5 separate regions of the Sus scrofa genome follow, and all the other regions are linked to region 1. The links are chromatin contacts, called in public Hi-C and HiChIP or PLAC-seq maps. All regions are on one chromosome and are shown on one strand. The core of a region is the stretch at or near the end of the contact, and the rest is flanking DNA. Distances in the headings are between cores, read along the strand shown.

Region 1 (4,327 bases), core at 763-3,262:
CTGGATCCTTAACCCACTGAGCAAGGCCAGGGATCAAACCCACAACCCCAGGGTTCCTAGTCGGATTCGTTAACCACTGGGCCACGACAGGAACTCCTCTCTTTTTTTTTTTTTGTTTTTTTTTGGTTATAGTTGATGTACAATGGTCTGTCGATTTCTGCTGTACAGCAAAGTACCCAGTTATTCGTGTACGTACATTTGTGTGGGCTCTTTAGTACCTAAGTGCCAAGTAACGCATGGCCTCACATGAGAGTGTTTAGAAATCTGAGGGCAACACATCAGGCCCAGATGCTTGATGAAGATTTTGTGGTCAGAGGCCTTTCCCTTCACACCTAGCAAGTTAATCATAAAGGTCTTCTGCCCCAATCCAGATGAGAACTCATGGTTGTATTACAACTAAAATCAGTATAATTCGATTCCTAGTGTTTGTCTCATGATTTTCCTAGGACCTCTGTTCACTCTGGCAAGCATATGGATTTAATGAAAAAGAGACTTCATCTCCTGGTAAATTTCTAAATGTCCTAGAACTGACTAATTGTAGTCATGTGAGGCCAAAAGAGGGAGTGGCCGGCTTTAGCTTTCCCGGCAGCCCAAACAACTTACCAAATTGGATGAATTAGGACAGGCAGTCCCTCTCTCTTTAGCTTTGTAGGAAAGGCCTGTCTTTGGCTTTTTTCTCCTACTATAGAGCCCCTAGCCATGAAGCCTTACAGAAACCAGACTTCAGATCTGTTTTGCCTAGACTTGGTATAAACTACAGAAACTTACATTTCAATTCCTATTGGCTTAAGTCGGATACCAATTTATCTATAGGGTTAGTTTTTTGTTTTGTTTTGTTTTTCTGTTTGTTTGTTTAGGGCTACACCTGTGGCATATGGAAGTTCCCAGCCTACGGGCTGAATAGGAATTTCACCTGCCGGCCACCGCCACATTCACAGCAACCTCAGATCTACCACCTACACCACAGCTCATGGCAATGCTGGATCCTTAACCCACTGAGCAGGGCCAGGGATCAAACCCGTGTCCTATGGATACTAGTCGGGTTTGTTACCACTGAGCCACAATGGGAACTCTTAATAGGGTTAGTTCTTTGCAATGGCATAGAAATGACTTAAAATGGCAGGGACCCCCATGACACCTTCCGCCACCTGCCTCTTCATACCCTTCTCCTTCACCACCTAGTTCCCCAAGGGTGCAAGCACCCACTACTAATCCCTGCCCACCTTTCTTCCACATCAGGGGGGATGAGACAACAGATATGAACATCTATGCCAGGGGGCCGCACAGTTCCTTAGACTGCACTGTCCAAAACGAGCTTTGAGCTCACATCTGCTGCCGTGTGTTTTCCTCTTGTTGACCATACAAAGGAAATAAGCCGTAACAACAAAAGTTACCCTAGGGGCGTCTCTGTCCCCCTTCTTTCCTTCCAGTGCTTGTGTCGGAGACAAGGCCTGTCTAGCACCCAGGTGGGAGCAGCCTCGGGTGTTAAATCAACCCCCAATCCTTCCCTTTTTCAGAATGTTTTGCTCTCTGGATCCGTTTTCTCTTCTTTGTGAGAGGCATAATAAAAGTACCTCCCTCCTAAGGATGTTATGAAACTAATGAGGCAAGGTAAGTCATTTAAAGTCACAGAGTAAGTACTTCTCAAGTGCGAAATCCCATCCCAGTTACCTTCATTTACTGGGAAAATAGCAGATTTGTTATAAGAGAGAGAGAGAAAGAAAGAAAGAAAAAAAAAAAAAAAAAGGCTTTCAGCTTTTCCTATTTCCCTAGGGGTTGGCACAGAGGTTTCTAAATCGCTATTAGAAATTAAGTATGGGCAAGCACTTCTCTTCACACTAAATAATTCACAGATGAAGAATCGGCCGTAATGAGACCACCCATCTGTATTAATAGTGAGAAAATAAGCTCTCCAAAGAGCCAAAGATGCCAGGAGTAAATACAGGCATTTGTAAGGAGTAGAGGAAAACCAGACAGTTGACAAGAACTCAAGCGCCACCTACAGTCCATAGAGGGAAGCGCATCTGACAGAAGAAGCCAGAAAGGCAAAGAGACCTCAGGTCTCGCTTAGCTTCACAAACTGAAATTCCTGCAGAGGGAAGCAATCAGTATAAAGAGAATCTCAGTCATTTTACTAAAATTTTAGACGGATAGGTGGTATACAGATAGATGGTAGATAGACTGATAGAGAATAGATAGATGATAGATGTATGTGTGCATATGTGTGTGTGTGTGTGTGTGTGTGTTTTAAAATATGTTTTTAGTAGAGAAGACCTGCCCCCAGCACTGCCACTCAATCTCTGTCCAACCTTGGGCAGCAATTAAACTCTCCAGGGCATCAGCATCAGCTTCCCCACTTGTAAAATGAAGGTGACACCACTTGTTTAACAAGGCTATTTGAATGATTCAGGGAGATGACGTAGACAAAATACTTACAACAGAGACTGAGACAGAGAATGAGGTAACAATAAAAAGAATATGCTGATAAACGTTTGTTCATTTGCTTAGTTACTCAACAAATATGCACTGAGCGTGCCGTGTGCCAGGCCCTCGCTGGCAAGAGCCAGCCTCTCCCTCTTCAAGCTCTCGGCTTGTGTTCTGACTTTGAGAGCACATAGAATGCAAGCAAAAAAAGTAGAAATGCTATATGTTTTAGAACCACTTTTAAGCTGGGAGAGAGTTAATATAAACATTCTCATACCTCTTATCTGGAGAAACACAAACTCAGTGGAATTGGTTGGAACATTCCAGCCAACTTAGGCATTAGCCAGAGAAGAGACTTCTAGGAAGAATCTGTAAGTTATGTATTAGTTTTCTTTTCTTTTTTTTTTTTTCTTTTGACTTTCCTGGATCCTTTAAAACTCTATTTTCTCCCAAGTACCTCTTATTTTAAATTCCTATTACACATTTTCACTGCCTTCTCCTCACCACCCACATCAAAGTCAAATATCTCTTTTTCACTGCTGTTCCTTTGTTCCTGCCTACGTCATTCCACTCCTTCCTGCTACCTGCTTTTCTATGTCTCCTTTCATTTTATTTTTTTTTAATTTTTTATTAAAGTATAATTGATTTACAACGTTGTGTCAATTTCTGCTGTACAGCAAAGTGACCCAGTCACATATATACATGTACATTCTTCTTCTCATATTATCTTCCATCATGTTCTATCCCAAGAGATAGGATATAGTTCCCTGTGCTATACTGTAGGAGTGTAGTCATTTTCTAATGCTACCTTGCAACTACCGGCTAACTACATGGCAGCTTAAGACAGCACACACTTATTTTATCACAGTTTTCTCTGGGCCCAGAGTCCAGGTGCTCTGAACTGAGCCCTTGCCTAGAGTCACCAGCTATAGTCAAGATGTCGACCTGGGACAAGTTCTCATCAAATGCTTGATTGGGGAAGCTTCCTTGGGCTGTTGGCAGGCTTTACTTCCTTGCTGTTGTAGGATTCATGGACGCTCACTCCTCAAAGCCAGCCGGGGAGCAAGGGACTAGAGCAAGTCTGCAAGCACCAGATTCTTCCGCAGGTACCATCCTCACAGAGTGACATCCCACCATCTTGGCCAGATTTCATCAGCTGAAGTGAGCCTGAGGTCCTGGCCACCCTCAGAGAGAGGGGATCACACAGAGGTGTGCACACCAGGAGGTGGGATCGTGGGGGGAGGGGCGCTCAGACTGTCCCCCTGCGTGGTCATGATGTCTCATTCCCACATGTATAAAGTAACGAAAGGAAAAATGGCAATTATTTCTCCAGCACACCTTATTTCAGAAAATAGGAGTAGAACTAATCTGTGAAGTGCTGTAGATTTGATCACAGTGATTCCCCCATGTCAATTCTGAAGGCTGGGTACACGGCTCAACAATTCAGAAGTTGGGGCACACTGGGGTACATGGACTTGCTGTATAGCCACAGAGAACTCTATGCAATATTCTGTGATAATCTATGCGGGGCAAGAATCTGAAAAAGAATGGATGTGTGTACATGTCACTGAATCACTTTGTCGTACAGCAGAAAAGATCAGGTGTAATTACTATGTGCAAGGATAGAAATGAGACTGATGCTCTGGGTGCTCATAGCCCTTACATCTGCCCTGACTCATGATGGGAGGAGAAGTCTTTAAAATGCCGTACTGAGGGCCGTGCTGGGCATCGCAGGAATAATGGCTTCATCTTCACTCCACTGTCTCTAGCAATTCCATTCTACATTCCAGATTTGAAGCCCCTGCCCAGCAAAGCCTAGAAGTCACCCAGCAAAGCCTAGAAGTCACCCAGCTGCCATCTACTCTAGCCAGGGACACAACAGTAAATAAAATAGAGAAGAAAA
Region 2 (4,053 bases), core at 707-3,206, 400 kb before region 1:
TACTTCTATTTATATGAAATGTTTAAAGTAGGCAAATCTGGGGAATTCCCTTCGTAGCTCAGCGGTTAACGAACCCAACTAGGATCCATGAGGATGAGGGTTCAATCCCTGGCCTTGCTCAGTGGGTTAAGAATCCGTTGTTGCCGTGGGCTGTGGTGTAGGTCGCAGACACGGCTCAGATTCCGAGTTGCTGTGGCTGTGGTGTAGGCCGGCAGCTGTAGCTCCGATTCGACCCCTAGCCTGGGAACCTCCATATGCCGCAGGTGCAGCCCTAAAAACGAGAAAAAAAAAAAAAAGTAGACAAATCTGGACACAGAAAGTAATTAAAGATTAGTGGTTGCCAAGGGCTGGGGCAGGGGCCAAGCAGGAGTGACTGGTAATGGGCACAGGGCATTTTTTTGAGGTGATGAAATTATCTAGAATTAGACAGTGGTCATGGTTGCACAGCTCTGTGAATAAACTAAAACCACTGACTCATACGCTTTGAAGGGTGACTTTACGGGATGCGAATTTTAGCTCAAAAATTTTTTTCACGAAGTGGCTTTTATCTCAATATCGATTTTAGGACTCCAAACGCAGAATCCATTCAGAAGTTACGGAACAGAGCCCAAATACGCATCCTGAAGATATTTTCCAGGTGCCAGTGGCTTTGGGGATCCCTGTCCTCAGGTTTAATGAATGGACAAGACGAGATCTTTTTTTTTTTTCTTTTTTAACTTAGAAATGTGGCCTCCATTCTGCATCTGCTAAAGGTCATGGAGCAGGAGAGGCAGGCCTGGCCCAGGCCAGCACTGGGCTGGCTCCTTTTCCTGGTTCTCTTACAGCACTCCTCCTCGTGTTCACTTTCTAAGACTAGTTTATCCCCAGGGGAAATTTAAAATGTCAGGTCTGTCTGTTTTTTTAGGAAATTCAACATACATTTTCAGATCTGTACATGCAAATATTCTTTAATTCGCACATACAGCAAATGAGATATCACACATGCTACCTGAATTCAGGAGCACTGGCGCCGTGGATAGGCCCAGAGATACACCTTGTTAGTCTTTTTAGAAGAGTGGTTTGCCAATCACAGGTCACATAGAAATTCCCACAAAGACCAGAGCAAGAGAAAGTACCTTTAGGGAGTTCCCGTTGTGGCTCAGCAGTGACAAACCCCACCAGGATCCATGAGGTTGCGGGTTTGATCCCTGAATTAAGGATCCAGGTTTGCTGTGAGCTGTGGTGTAGACCACAGACACAGCTCAGATCCCATTTGCTGTGGCTGTGGTGTAGGCCGGCAGCTACAGCTCCAATTCTACCCCTAGCCTGGAAACTTCCATGTGCCACCGGTGTGGCCATAAAAAGACAAAAAAAAAAAAAAGAAAGTACCTTTAAGGTTATGTGGAGACCATCTAAGAGAATTTAATCGATAGGTAATAAGAATAAATAAATCAATAAATCACACCACTCCTATAATTAGAATTTCTTTCCATGAAGTTAGGCATGGGCTGTCATTTCCTGTCTTTTATGGCATGTCACATATTTCTTGTACTTTTTTCTTTTTTTTTGGCCACACCTGCCACTTGTGAAAATTGTGGGGCCAGGGATCAAACCTACATTACAGCAGCAACATAAGCCACAACAGTGACAACACTGGATCCTCAACCCACTTCATCACCAGGAAACGCCTTTTCATTTTTTTTTTTTTTTTTTTCACTTCTTGTATTTTTAAAGCACTCAAACTACGGCCACTCATGAACAAGTTCTAGGCTTCATGAAACGTACGTTTCAGAACCGTGTTAACAGACAATGCGAAAGAAGTGTTACTCAATGTAGGAGAGGCTATGAGGTGTTTGAACTTTTCTCGGCTGCCAAACCACTTTTCACTTTCTGTAAACTGCACAAAGGATTCATTCAGCACAGTCCCGAGGCTGAAAGTGAAAGTGACTCAGACTATTTTCGAAAAGGTCAGGAAGTGCCTTTGCCCATCTTCGAATTCCTCTGAAACCTTTGCCTGTGACTAAAGACGTCACAGCTAAAGGAATACAGCTCCAGAGCTGTTGCTCGGTGCCACAGTGGTCTATTTTACCGTGGTGAATTCAGGTCTTGCTCTGTGAAATGGATTCATAAGAGGTTGCGTCTGGAGAACATTTGGGTGGGCAGTTTTTGGAAAAGGGATAGGAGGTGAGATGTGTGGAACGGCTGATCCAGGCAGTCCGCCTTGCTCCCAGCCTAGTCCCAGCCTGCCCCACTGCAGGGGCTACGTCCTCCAGCATCTCTTCTGTACCACGGAGGCCACCAGGCAGCCACGTGAGAACCAACAGGCTTAGGAGAAAATGGGCAATTCTCCCTCCCCAGCCCTAGCACTTAGGCCTCCAGATAATTTTTTTTCTTTTCTCTTTTCAAATTTTTCAAATTTATTTATTTATTTGGCTCAGTACGCAGCAGGTAGAAGTTCCCAGGCCAGGGACTGAACTCTTTGCACCACAGCAGCAACCAGAGCCACAGCAGCGACAACGCCAGCTCCTTAACCCACTGAGCCACCAGGGAACTCTGGATAATTTTTCTTCAAGTTTTAAAAAAAGCTACTGCTTAAACACATGGATTATCCCAAGAAACAGAGTAGTGATGAAGTCCCGGCCCAGGTTAGACTGATTTCTGCTTTCTGTGCCTCTTTAGGACCTGACCAGTGAGCTGCCTTTGCATCCACGCACTTCCCAGCTATTCAGCCTGTGCTGGAGCTGCAGGGGTGCCATCTGGATGACCTCAAGGACAGAGCTGAGTCAGAGGAACTGTCCTCTGCCTGCACCCCACTCCCACCCCCACCCCCGAGCTTGCCCACACTCTGCTTCAACCTCGGCAGCAGGGAGCAGCTTATGGGCCTGGGAGAGTGGACGCAGCTTCCCCTAGGGACCCGGTCCTTGCCTCTGTGTGGACAAATGCAGAGTGGAACAGAAGAGTGTTGTGGGGGTGGGGGCCTGTGTGGCTTCCTCCAGCCCCTGGCAGCCATGAGGGTTCCAGTTTGGCACCATGGTTCTAAAAGACAGCCACCTGTCCCCCCTGAGCCCTCTTTCCCCAGGTGAACCCCCAGGTTCCTGAACGTGCCCTGAACTGGACCAGTTGTGAGCCCCACCTTCCTGATACAACAGGTCTCTTCTAAAACATGAAGCAAATAAAGCATCGCCTGTCATCTGGAGGAGGCGACTTTACTGATCCCCAAGCCCCTTTGCACAGACACATTCATTCCCTCTGCAGTGATCACAGAAAAACGACTGGATTCTTTTATGGATAAAGAAACAGGTTCAATGGTTCAGGCTTTACCCGCCCTCATCATTGATTTCAGGAGTTGAAACTTAGCCAACAGACTCCTGTGTGCTTTCCAGAAAAGCACAGAGTGAATCTCTAACCACCTGAAACTGTGATGTTGAGAAGTGAATACAAGACTCTAGGTGAACCTGAGCCGTGCAGAACAGAGTGAGACGCCCAGTACACTTCCGCTGAAGCAGCACGGGGTGCCCTTGACCCACACGCACTGCCTTTTTGACCCTACCATGCAGGAGTCCTCAGACTCACTGCTCACAGCTGCCCAGATTGGGTCTCTACCCTCCAGGTGTTGTGACCAACGTCACTGGGTTTCCAGGTTCAGAACGCCTGCCCCGAGTGCAGTCCTGGCCTCTGGTTCTTAAACCATAAAATGACAAACCCATCTCCTAAGGTGTCTTGAGTACTGGACCTGGACACGCAGGTGAAGTGCTTGGCTTAGAGGAGGTGCTGAAGCCAGTATCGCCGTACCAGTCACACGTCCCGCCTGACACCAGGGCCTTTGACACGCACACTTAGTCTCTCTCCAAGTCATGAGAAACCTGGAACCAATCAGAGCAAAGGGTGACACATGTATGTATCAGCAGCCCTTGGCTATGTTGTTCAGCTGGTTGTAAGCCCAACAGTCATGACAAGTCAACAGCCCCGGGTTCAATTCCCGACTCCATCACCCACTTGTAACCATGCTATGCTCCCAGCCTTCTGTTTTGGAATAACCAGTGCCTCTCCTTTCCTGGCTGATAGGAAGAGTAA
Region 3 (3,795 bases), core at 760-3,259, 420 kb before region 1:
ATCAGAGTTATAGCTGCGGGCTTACAACCACAGCCACAGCAACATGGGTTCTGAGCCGCATTTTTGACCTATGCAACAGCTTGTAGCAATGCAGGATCCTTAACCCACCGGCGAGGCCAGAGATTGAACCTGTGTCCTTGTGGATAATACGTTGAGCTCTTAACCCACTGAGCCACAAGGGAACTCCCACAAGTCTGCTTGTTGAAGCAGAGGGAGCAGTCAAGTATAATCCCGATGGTGATCGAAGTTAGTTGAGCCAGGTTCCACGCTGGGCCAGGCACTGTTCTAAGCACTTTACACATACGCACATATTTAATCCTCATAATCTTCCTGTAGGAGGGTTGCTACTGTAACCTTCACTTCGCTGATCAGAAAACTGAGGCAGGGAACAGCCACAGGACCTCCTAACTTTCCCAGCCTGTAGGCAGCAAATCTGAACCCAAGTGACCGGTTCCAGAACCCAGACCAGAACAACTTTGCTCTGCTGCTGAGCCCCAAATAGGAAAGGTGGAGCAGATTACTGAACATTTTGAAGGGTAGGACTATGGATTTTTTTTTGAGGGGGGGGGGAGTATTTTAAAAGTATTTTTGGATTTAAAGTTATTCCTTTAAAAAAGGGAAGGAGTGACGCATTTTTTCCTTAAGGGTGAAACAGTGCTGTGGGACTCCTCCTCCTCCTCCTGAGATGATGTAAGTGGGCTCAATGGAGAAACACAGGGAAATCTCATGCAATTATGCAATCGGGTGTATATTTCACATGAATTACAACGCACCTGGAGACACTGATGAAATCCTAGATGCCTAGAGCTGTCAAATGTGGTTGGAAAAAAAAAAAAAAAAAGAATACACCGGCCCACACCCTGTCTTCACAACCTATAATTAATTAGGGAAAGAAAAAGAGATCTGTCTGGTTCCATGACTTCAACTTTCCACCTGGAATATAAAGTTCTAAGAATATCAGTTGGCTCCGCTCCCCACTGCCTTTTCTTCTCGCTCTAACTTTCAGGCTTTTTGATTTCTATTTTCAGTGGCACTACCAAAATAAGAATGCAAATATCCTCTGCATAATTCATAAGGCGTACTACGAATGTTCAAGTGCTACTACTTGTGTCACAGCCACAAACATAAGCACAAGAGCATCCAGACAGCTGCTCTGTCTCTCGCTCCCGAGCCAGCCAACAGCTCCTGTAGTTAAACCCAGAACGTCTTCTTGTCCGCAATTCCGGTCTCAAATTCTGCATTTACCTAATTAGCTAGAGGGAGGCTAAGCTGTTCGTCTTATGTGCCGAATAAACCACTTTTCTAGGGAGCCTCGCTCCTTTGCTGGTAGAAAACACAGGAATGCTCATGCTGCACCTGTACCCCTGTGCCCTCTACCCCTTTCTGTTCCCAGGCATCTACCACCTTTCTTGTGTGCAGTTAGGTTTTTTTTTTTTAAATACTCATTTATTGAAATTTTAGCACGTGTCGGTTCAGTAAATCAATGCCTCTTATTTGTGGCTATAGCACAATCATTTGCGTCCCATCCCCAGAGACCCTGGGCTAAACCGCCTGGTGAGCTCAGACATGTCAAATTTTAAAAAGTTTCCAGGAGGAGTTCCCCTTGTGGCTCCTCAGGTTAAGAATCCAACTAGTCTCCATGAGGACGCAGGTTCAATCCCTGGCCTCGCTCAGTGGGTTAAGTATCGGGCGTTGCCCCGTGAATTGTGATGTAGGTATCAGACGTGGCTCGGATCTGGTGTTGCTATGGCTGTGCACAGCATAGGCCGGAGGCTGCAGCTCCAATTTGACTGCTAACCTAGGAATTTCCATATGCTGCAGGTGCAACCAAAAACAAACAAAAACAAAAAAACCTCCCAGGAAAGCTTCCACATGAGAAGCTCCATGAACAAACCCCATCCCCAGAAGCTGGCTCTGCACGGACTTTTCCTCTGCCCTGAGCCCCGCCCTTCTTCTGAGCATCGCCCGGCCTCTCTGGACCCAGTAGGAGATGTAAGACGCCTTCCCCTAGTGGTTGGTCCAGGGCAACAGCTTCTTGTATTACCAGCAGCCACCAGAAACCCTTGGGGAGGAACTGCCTCTATTCAGGGAAGCCCCTAGATGCTCCCAGAAAGACAGGGCAGTGCTGGGGAAGGAGGGATGGGTGACACATCTTCAGGCAATAAACAAAACAGACGACTGTGTCCAGTAGTCTGGGAGAAGGGGGAGCAAAGAGAATGAAGGCTCAGTCCCATGTGGACAGCCCTGGTGGCTGCATGGCCTCAGAACTTTTAAGGACCATGAGGTTCACAGGACATCAATCGCCACTCCAGCTGCTCTGGGGCCACGTGTTCTCTGGGTGGCACCCCCTCGTCCAGGCAGATGAAAACGAGGTGTGAGTGGTACCCACTGCAGCTGTGCAGCCAGGTAGCCCTTCTGCCGCCTCAAGGCGCACAGCTGAGCAAGTTCATGGTGCACCCCAGGGGGAGCTGCAGGGGGTGTGTCTGTACACACTGAACCACTTCAGGGGATCGAGGCCCAGGATGATTTCAGGGATTTGCCTAACCTGGGAGCTGGAGCTGGTCTTCAGATTGTGGGATGGGGGCTGCAGGCCATTGTTTCTGGATTTCATAGGAATGAGAGATGCCACAGGTGTCTGGCCATGCCCACCTAGCACATGCTGTCCCCACCCCACGTGCAAACTCCCTAGGACAGGGTGGTCACAAGGGGGCCACCACGAATATCAGCTGAGGACCAAAGGAGGCCACAGCGTTGAAGCGGCCACTGTGTGGGAAATACGGAACAATGCTGGCACCTGCTGCTCTTTGCCCAAACGTGATCTTGTTGAATCCCTGATCAGGCCCATGAAACGGAACAGGCCTGGCTATTGCTTTGTTCTCAGACTGCAGGAGAAGTTAGCTTCTCAGACTTTTGCCCCCTCGTCCTTAAGAGGGTTTCAGCACCTACCTTCCCCCAAGTAAATCCCGGCTACTGTGCTTCCAGGAGGTCCAGGCTGGACACATGATTGGCCAGAGGCCCCCAAGAGAGGTGCTGGAGACGGGACCCATCCTGGATATTGCAGCCAGTGGAACTCCCAGCTGAATGCAGCCACAGGAGCGACCCCAGCTGATGCCAGGCAGAGCAGAGCCACCCTGCTGAGCCCTGTCCAAATTCTGTCCACAGAATTGCAAGTTAAAAGGATATGTTGCTATGAACACCTAATTGGGGGGATGGCTTATAACTTGGCAAGAAGTAAACCACACTCAGCTTCCTCTGTACTACAGGGGCTCTGCTGACCCAGAGTGCCTAGGACACAGACAAGCACATCCTTGAGGAGGCTTGCAAGGTGGGGGTGTCTTGGGTGACATTCCCGAGGGCCCTGTAGGTGGGTGGAGATGACAGCACAGAGCTGACCCTCAGAGGGAGTGGCTGTCTTGCCTTCAAGATGAAATGATAGAGGAGTTCCTGCCATAGTGCAATGGGTTAAGAATTTGACTGCAGCAGCTTGGGCTCAGGTCGAGACAAAGGTGCAGGTTTGATCCCCTGGCCCAGCACAGTGGGTTAAGGATCCAGCATTGCCCCAGACACGGCATAGGTCGCAGCTGTGGTTTGGGTTCAGTCCCTTGCCAGGGAACTTCCATATGCTGCAGGTGCAGCCATAAAAAAACAAAAAATTTAGAAAAAAAAAGACAAAATGATGTGAAACAAACTTTGACTCTTAATAGGACTGGTTGAATTTTTTTAAAGTAAATAAATAAATAAAAACATTGCTAAACTCAAACTCTGGGGTGGGAAGAGAAAAACTCAAGGGTTTTA
Region 4 (3,996 bases), core at 1,003-3,502, 360 kb before region 1:
AAGGAAAAGTACATTTATAAAGGAAATTTCCATTTGTGAAGGTGTTTCCCTCTCTGGTACCAGGAAGGAAAGAACAACTTTTAACAACTCTTATCAGTGGAGAAGGAACAGACCGAAATTTGTAACATGAACCTTAGTAAACAACACTGGTTTACCATACATCTCCCACCAGAAACCCCAAACCCCTTTTCCTTTGTTAGCTTATGACAGCATATATGTCTCCAAATTCTCACCACCTCCCTGAGTTACTCATCACTGAGTCTCTCCCACACGTATGCGTGTTGCACATGATAATAAACTGGTTTCTTTTATTCATCTGTCTTGCGTCAGTTTAACTTCCAGGGCCCCAGCCAGAGAATGGAGAGGGTAGAAGAAAAGTGTTTTTCTTCCCCCACAGGCCCTTAAACATGTGAAAACTACCAACTTTGCTTATAAAGACAAATGCAAATTATACAGCCTCAAAATGCCCTTCCTCATCTGTCTGACTGGCAAATTATCCCAAAGATCGACAGTTCTGTTAGGGAGGCTGTTGGCCTGCAAACTGCTATAACCCCTGTGGCAGGAAGGTTTGGCAATACCTATGAATAGCTACCCTTACCCCAGCTACCTCAATTCGAGGATTCTACTCAAAGAGAGCCTAGTAAAAACTGTCAAATGGCATGATATACGCGTAAGGTTTTTCACTGTGACATTATCTGTAACTATAAAAGAACAAAAACAAGCCAACTGTCTATCAATAAGGCACAGGCTGAATGGATTACAGCACACATACACAATGGAGTAAAGAAAAGGAAGACATCAATGCAGCTGTAAAAATAACTGTTATATATACATACATGTATGTGTGTGTGTGTATATATATATGCTTATACACAGAGAAACTGCTGTCATGTCTTACCATATGGGTTATATGGTAGGTGTATACTTAACTTTTTAAGAAAATTCCAAACTGTTTTCTAAACTGACTGTACCATTTTATATTCCTATGTGTGGTGTATGAGAGTTCCAGAAGGTCCATATCCTTGCCAACACTTGGGAGAGTCGGTCTTTTTAATTTTAGCCATTCTAATAGGTATTTAATGGTGTCTCACTGTGGTTTTAATTTGCAGTTCTCTTAGCATTTATAAACATCTTTTCATGTGCTTATTTGCCATTCATATATCTTTTTTTGGTGAAGTGTCTTCTCAAATCCTGACTACTTTTTAATTAGGGTGTTTTGTTTTCTCACTATTGAATTTCAAGAGTTTTTGTAACATATTTTAGATACTGGTCCTTTATCAGATATATGATTTATACATATTTTCTCCCAGTCTGGGACTCGGCTATCTATTCTTTTATGTGTCTTTTAACAACAGATATTCTTAATTTTGATGAAGTCTAATATTTTCATTTTTCTCTCACAGGGATTGTGCTTTTTCTGTCATACCTAAAAAATCTTAGATTTCTAACCTAAGAGCAAAAGGCCTATTTTTTCTAAGTTTGTTGTTGAACTTTTACATTTTTAGGTTTCATATCTTGGTCTACAATCCATTTTGAGTTCATTTTTATATATGGCAAGAGATATGGATTGAAGTTAATTTTTTGCATATGGACAACCAAGAGTTGAAAAAGACCATTTCCCCCCCAGTGAACTGTCTTTACACCAAGCTTTATTTTTAAAGGTTTAAATTTGTATTATTTCTATTTTTTGTCTTTAAGGAGCCTATTCAGACTGTCTCAAAATAAAATACATACCTCCGTCCTAAAAATGTGTAAAAGTATAATAATATAAGAAAGAAAAAATAAAAACAGAAATTCTTATCAATATCGGATGTTTGACAAAGGACAACCTCACCCAAAAGCTACAATACAAAGGATACCTGTGGAACTGGGAAGAGCTCCCAGAAGTAGTGGACACATAGCCCAAGACCCTGTCAGGACTATAAGTAATGCAGACAGGAGTTTCAAAGAGCTGCTAGGTCAAGTCTTTTGTTCTAACTACCTCTCACTTACACAATACTAGTTTCCGTCCAGACTGTTTCACATTAAAATGTAGTTATGAACTTGTACACACTTGTTATAAATGGCAGGCTAGCATGGCATTTTTTTCTCATGGTCAATGGCATAAGAGAGTCCGTGTCCTCAGTGGACAGTTCCATGTAAATGACGAAGGACGGAAAAACAGAAATAAGTAAAAAATGCAATATCTCAGAATACGGGCCTGGAGTTCAGTGAGTGCTCTGGTGGCTCTGGAAGGACTAAAGCCACAGTGTCTCTGTGACACAACTGAGGAAACAGTATCTCACAAACCCCCTTTTTCCTGTTACCTCACCCCTGCGGCTGTTCTTTCAGCTGATTACACAAAAGTTGTTTGTTCAGTAGATTTTTTTTTTTCCTCTTAGCAGTAACAAAAAATCAGCAATGTAACAGATACATTAATATATACTTAATGCTCAAATATCTTTTATCTTTGCTCATGATTACAAACATGGCATATAAAAGTATAAAGACCATGTTCAAACTATATTTAGAGTCAAAAACAGCAGTTAGTAAACAAGAAAGTTATTTACATTTTTTAAAAAAATCAGTGGTTCCTTCGAAATTGTAGTCGTCACTAACCGCTTCTTTCAGGAAGAAAAAATGGGGAAATAAAAATGTTTCCGTGCCGAGTGTGGAAGGGCAGAGCAGCTCTAACGGGACTGGCCTTGACCTGAGAAGGTAGGCGATACGTGGCCACCTTACCACATGGTGGTGATGCAGGGCACCCTTCAAAATTCAACCTTCTCCACGAGCTCCCACTCACCTTCCCAGGACTCGCCCACCCATCTGGTCGTGGTGCGCAGGTTTTTCTCACTCCTCTGAAAAATCTTTCCAATACTACAATCCCGTCCAGTCATGTCCTTTGTTCTACAAAGGGTCATAAAGGCTACTGCATCACTTAGCAAACATGTACTATGTTTTTTAAAGTTCTCATTCTCTGCCAGGTCTAGTGGAAGGACCAGGAATAACAGGAGAACTTTCTCCTGTTTCCACATATAGACCCAGTTCCATCTCCTGATCACTCTCCTCCCACCCCCCATCTCAGAGCTGCAAGATGCCTGACCCATGCATAAAGTCACATGTTTTAGGAGTATATGATTCTAAATCACTAACTAAAAACTTTAAAAACTGTTAACAGCATATTCATTATGTAGTTTTTTTTTTCCTCTGAAAAGCAGTATCCATAACTTTAATCTCATTAAATAGGAGAAAATTTCAAGTTTCCACTATCTACTGCATCACTGATTTTCTTCTTGATGCAGCTTGGCAGTCACCCCGAGACAAGCCTATTTAGACTGCGGGCCAAGATGTGCTGATGCGCCACCCAAACAGAAAAGGATAAGATTTCAGGTCTAGAGGACTCCTAATACACATCAACATGCCCCTCTGGGTGAAAGCAAACAGTGCCTGAGAAGGAGAAGAAACCACTAGTAAACAAGCTGGTGATTTTCCTCAGTACACGGAGAAGCTGTGAGCCCATCAGTGTGTTGGCCATGGCCTAAGAGCAAGGGCACTGTCCTGGGGTCTGGGGACTGAGGGTTGCTGGGCCCCAGAAGGGATGGCATTTCACTTTCCTGAATCTCAGGATCATCATCTCTTAGGGGAGGGAAGATGGATGACCTTGCTGGTGGAAATACTCGGTAAGATCAACCACGTTGGCCCCTGGTCAGTCTCCCTAAGTGTTATCGGCGGTGTTCCAAGGCCCCAAAGCAACAGGAGGGGCTTCAAAATTTTGGGGGTGCACCAACACGCATCTAAGTGCTGGGCTCTCGGCAAAAACAGGGAAATGAGCTCTTCTCTTCTAATTCCATCTCCAGTACAGGACTTTATCCTCCTCTCATAGGTCCTTCTACAAAGCAGAGCCTGCCAAAGTGCTGTGTTTTTTTGGAGGGTGAGGATCTTTACTACTTACAAAGTAGCTGGGTTTCTGAGAGGAGTCACTGGAGAATGGGAAATAGAAGTCAGTCACTGGCTGAT
Region 5 (4,274 bases), core at 1,248-3,747, 320 kb before region 1:
GCTGATTATATATTTACTGAAAAACGTCTATATAGAAGCTGGACCCATGCAATTCAAATCCATGTTGTTCAAGGGTCAACTGTTCTTTCCATAGCATTTACATTGTATTTACAACCACTTCCATAACATTTACATAGTGTTGGGTATTATAATCTAGAGATGATTTAAAATATACAGGAGAGGAGTTCCCATAGTAGCACAGTGGTTAATGAATCCGACTAGAAACCATGAGGTTGCAGGTTCAATCCCTGGCCTCGCTCAGTGGGTTAAGGATCCGGCATTGCCATGAGCTGTGGTGTAGGTCGCAGACGCAGCTCGGATCCCGTGTTGCTGTGACTGTGGTGTAGGCCCTCGGCTACAGCTCCAATTAGACCCCTAGCCTGGGAACCTCCATATGCCGTGGGTGCAGCCCTAGAAAAGACAAAAAGACAAAAAATATGTATATACATATTCAGGTGGATGTGCATAGGTTATAAGCAAACACTACACCATTGTATATAAAGGACTTGAGCATCCATGGATCTTGGTATCCACAAGGGGTTCTAGAACCAATTTGACTACAATTCACATGTTTAATAATTCTCGCTGAATGACTACTGGCCCCGTGGTCTCCAGTGATGAGAATGAGAGAGATGGTTTCTGGCTTCATAAAGCTTCAGAGTACAGTTTTATATTTCATATTTATTTATTTCTTTGTCTTTTTAGGGCCATACCCACAGCATATGGATGTTCCCAGGCTAGGGATCAAATCTAAGCTGTAGCCACCCCTGGCCTAGGCCACAGCCACAGCAATGCCAGACCTGGGCCGCAACTGTGACCTACACCACAGCTCAGGGCAATGCCAGATCCTTAACCCACTGAGCGAGGCCAGGGATAGAACCTACATCCTCATGGATGCTAGTCGGGTTCATTAACTGCTGAACCATGATGGGAACTCCTGTATTTTATATTTAAGTTTATGATTTTGAGTTCATTTTGTACAAATTGTGAGATTTAGGTTGAGGGTTCTCTTTTTATTTGGGGGGGGGGCACATAGACGTCCAACTTTTCTAACACTTTCTCCACTGAATTGCCTGTGGGAATTGTCCAATATCGATCAGCCCTATTTGCATGAGTCTGTTTCCTGGATTCTGTTGTGTTCCACAGCTCAATGTGTCTGTCCTTTCAACAACATCACACCAGGTCCTCTGCAATTGTCCTTACTCTGAGAATAGCCTTATTTCACCTTCATTCCTAAAGGACATTTTCTTTTGATACAGGATTCCGGGTTGGCAGTTCTTTCCTTTCAGCACTTTAGACATGTCATTCCACTTATCTCTGGAACCCATTATTTCTGATGAGGAATCTAGTCATTCAAATCACTGTACCTATAAACAACGTGCTATTTTCCTCTGACTTTCAAGATCATTATTGTTGTCTTGGTCTTTAGTTTTAAGCATTTTGATTATGTGTCTGGTCAAGAATTTCTTTGGGCTTATCTTGTGTATGTTCACTCAGCTTCTTAAATCCTTAGTGTAAGTCTTTCACTAAATTTGCGAAATCTCCAGCCATTATTTCTTCAACGGTTTCCTTTCTGAGCCAGTCTTTCTCCTTTCTTTCTGAGATTCTCATGCTACAAATGTTAACCATTTCACTACTGTCTTATAGGTCCCTAAGGTTCTGTTCATTTATTCTGTTTTTTTTGTTTGGTTTTCTGTTTCTTAGACTGGGAGAACTGAAAGTTCACTCGTTCTTCCGTTATCTCTATTCTGAAACCTTCTGCATTTCCATTTGTTCATGTGCGTGAGGCCTAAAATTAAGGCTCCATACCATGTGCTGCTTAGCACCGAGGGAAACCAGGCGACCCACAAACGGCCTGACCACAAGTTCTCCTCCCAACTTTGTTCCAATGGACTAAGTCCCCTTGACAGACAACCCACCTCATCAAGAAGATTGGGCATCGTTCCTAATGAGCCCTGGGGACAGGGTTCCAAGTTCCTGCCAAACTGTGAAATTATTCAAACAAAACCAATCACATCCTCCCTAAGGAACCAGGAAGCACACCACCCTCTTATCACTATAGAGCCTGCCTCCATCTTTTCACTCTGCTCCCAAGCACAACCCCCGTGTAGTCCTGCATGCCATGTGGTGCCCTCCCCAGGGCCATAAGTATATGTGACTAAGAAGCTGCTAATCAATCACATCTGTCTAGTGTCACGCAGGCATCACATGTTTGGCCATCCCCAGAAACCTAGGAAAGGAAGCTCTCCCTCACCAACACCGTGAAGAGAAGGCAACAGAAACAGTTCACCCTTATTTCTTGAAGTACTAACTGCTTCAAAATCTTGGATAATTCCAACACCCGTCATTCTAAATGACATCTGTTAATCATCTTCTCCCATACCAGTTGAGATTTTTTTGGGTTCTTCACATGCTAAGTAATTTTGGCCTGGACATTTTTGTTTTAGCATTCGACCAACTTGGCTATATCCAGGCTGCACATTCCAACCAGCCTTCCGTGGATTGTGGTTTCAGCATTAGCTATGTTTTCAGGGCCTTTGGCCAGTCTCAGATCTGGGCAATAGTCCACCTCTTGGTTCAAATTCTCCAGTGTTTGGTCTGCTGTTTAGCACCGGAAACACACACGTCCACCACAGCAGTGAGTCCAGGAGTTAAAAAACAACTTTGTGGGGTCCCCTACCTGAGATCCTCACTCTTCGCAATCTCCTTGGTACTTTCTGGTTCCCAGGGCTCCCCCTTTTCGGTGCTCCAGCCAAAACTCTTGAACTACAGCAACATGCTCCTAGCAGGAACGAGCTCTTGCCTCTAACCTGGCCTTACTGATGTCTACTCTTGGCGTGGTGACCAGGAAAATCTTTAAAAATCTTTTAAATCTTTAAAAGAGATGCTAAGATCACACGGCATCTCTGGTAATAACCCGGTGGGTCCTTCTCCACTCAGGTTACCAGCTGTAATGCCTCTATGCTCTTATTCCTCTGCCGCTTCCCTGACGGTATCTCCAACCACTCTCATCCTCCTGTCTGCTATGGGTACAGTGATTAAGTGAATGTTCCAGGCATGCTTTCATCTTAGCCCTTTATCCTGGATGTTCCTTTGCCTAAAATGCTCTTCTTCCTGTCTGACAATTTCCTCAATTCCTCTCAGTCTTAACACAAATGTTATCTTCTCAATGAGGCTTCCTCTGACCCTTTATTTTATTTTATTATTTTATTATTATTATTATATATTTTGTTTTTTAGGGCTATACATGCAGCACATGGAAGTTCCCAGGCCAGGGGTCAAATTGGAACTGCAGCTGCCGGCCTACGCCAGAGCCAAAGCAACTTGGGATCTAAGCCATGTCTGTGACCTACACCACAGCTCACAGCAACATCGGATCCTGAACCCACTGAGCAAGGCCAGGGATCCAAGTTGTCAGATAAAAAGGAGAGCATTTCAGAAAAAGGAACAAATCCTCATGGATACTAGTCGGGTTCACAACCCACTGAGCCACAACAGGAACTCCCGACCCTTTATGTTAAAATGCAAACTCCCAACTCTCCTCAAACCCCTTCCCCTTTTTCTACAGCATTTTGCACTTCTGCCATAATTCACAACTTATTATTTGCACATCTACTGTCGCTGTGCTAGAACATCAGCTGCACAGCACTAGTGATCGTTCCTTGTTTGTTTCCAGCTATATAACTAGTGTCTACACCAGTGCATGGCTCAATGAGTATTTGTTAAGAGAATAAATATGCCTGGAACACAGTGTGTGAGCAAAGGGAGCATCAATAGGAGAGAAGGTTAGAGAAGTGCTGGGGACCCACACTGCAGGTCTTATAAACTGAGGATTATAGCCAACAGAATCCATAGCATCTTCTCAAACTCACGATTCCCAGTTCAAGCTGCCTTATTCCTGTTTGATTTCAACAACTTTATAACAGCAGTTAGGATACTCGTACACATGTTTAACTCTCCTACCAGATTTTAGATGGATACTCCAAGGGGACTGACTCTGCTGAGTCATCTATGTCTATATTTTTATCTATTTCCTCTAGAGCAGCTAACATATGGCCTGTGAACAAATAACTTCCAAAACACCCTAATTAGTCAAAATGAAGTAAAGGGTCACTGAATACATTTTAAAGTACAAAGAAATAAGACTGCAGTGCATGAGGTGTGTTCATGAATGTACTAGACTTGAAAGCAGAATGAGTGCTGGCCTTTAGAGGTCACTTAGGAGTCAGCCCATTAAAGCCAGCAGGGCTGTCTACAGCTCCTAACACTGGTAA

What was found. A called contact is a pair of places that touch in the nucleus more often than the background predicts. HiChIP or PLAC-seq counts read pairs in DNA pulled down with a chosen protein or histone mark.
Region 2: a contact with region 1 is called in a Hi-C map of embryonic fibroblasts, with 5 times the contacts expected there. The contact joins two enhancer-like sites. A contact is called at or near these places in 1 of 47 Hi-C or Micro-C datasets (embryonic fibroblasts) and 1 of 2 datasets of contacts at active chromatin or transcription factors (alveolar macrophages).
Region 3: an H3K27ac HiChIP or PLAC-seq map of alveolar macrophages shows a contact between it and region 1. The contact joins two enhancer-like sites. A contact is called at or near these places in 1 of 47 Hi-C or Micro-C datasets (embryonic fibroblasts) and 1 of 2 datasets of contacts at active chromatin or transcription factors (alveolar macrophages).
Region 4: an H3K27ac HiChIP or PLAC-seq map of alveolar macrophages shows a contact between it and region 1. The contact joins two enhancer-like sites. A contact is called at or near these places in 1 of 47 Hi-C or Micro-C datasets (embryonic fibroblasts) and 1 of 2 datasets of contacts at active chromatin or transcription factors (alveolar macrophages).
Region 5: a Hi-C map of embryonic fibroblasts shows a contact between it and region 1, with 3 times the contacts expected there. The contact joins two enhancer-like sites. A contact is called at or near these places in 1 of 47 Hi-C or Micro-C datasets (embryonic fibroblasts) and 1 of 2 datasets of contacts at active chromatin or transcription factors (alveolar macrophages).

The regions. Positions count from the first base shown.
Region 1 is chr14:2,790,264-2,794,590 of Sscrofa11.1, forward strand. No RefSeq gene overlaps it. Among named protein-coding and RNA genes, the nearest start is that of NFIL3, 190 kb to the left of the region's middle. Within about 2 kb of position 2,013, at least 13 of the 83 cell types and tissues checked have an H3K27ac peak or open chromatin away from gene starts, as enhancers often do. A contact at or near this core is called in alveolar macrophages and embryonic fibroblasts, where this site is marked.
Region 2 is chr14:2,390,700-2,394,752 of Sscrofa11.1, forward strand. No RefSeq gene overlaps it. Among named protein-coding and RNA genes, the nearest start is that of AUH, 150 kb to the right of the region's middle. Within about 2 kb of position 1,957, at least 43 of the 83 cell types and tissues checked have an H3K27ac peak or open chromatin away from gene starts, as enhancers often do. A contact at or near this core is called in alveolar macrophages and embryonic fibroblasts, where this site is marked.
Region 3 is chr14:2,368,287-2,372,081 of Sscrofa11.1, forward strand. No RefSeq gene overlaps it. Among named protein-coding and RNA genes, the nearest start is that of AUH, 180 kb to the right of the region's middle. Within about 2 kb of position 2,010, at least 1 of the 83 cell types and tissues checked has an H3K27ac peak or open chromatin away from gene starts, as enhancers often do. A contact at or near this core is called in alveolar macrophages, where this site is marked.
Region 4 is chr14:2,434,174-2,438,169 of Sscrofa11.1, forward strand. The region is part of intron 4 of AUH (methylglutaconyl-CoA hydratase, mitochondrial); the gene reads right to left. Among named protein-coding and RNA genes, the nearest start is that of AUH, 110 kb to the right of the region's middle. Within about 2 kb of position 2,253, at least 14 of the 83 cell types and tissues checked have an H3K27ac peak or open chromatin away from gene starts, as enhancers often do. A contact at or near this core is called in alveolar macrophages, where this site is marked.
Region 5 is chr14:2,474,199-2,478,472 of Sscrofa11.1, forward strand. The region is part of intron 4 of AUH (methylglutaconyl-CoA hydratase, mitochondrial); the gene reads right to left. Among named protein-coding and RNA genes, the nearest start is that of AUH, 70 kb to the right of the region's middle. Within about 2 kb of position 2,498, at least 9 of the 83 cell types and tissues checked have an H3K27ac peak or open chromatin away from gene starts, as enhancers often do. A contact at or near this core is called in embryonic fibroblasts, where this site is marked.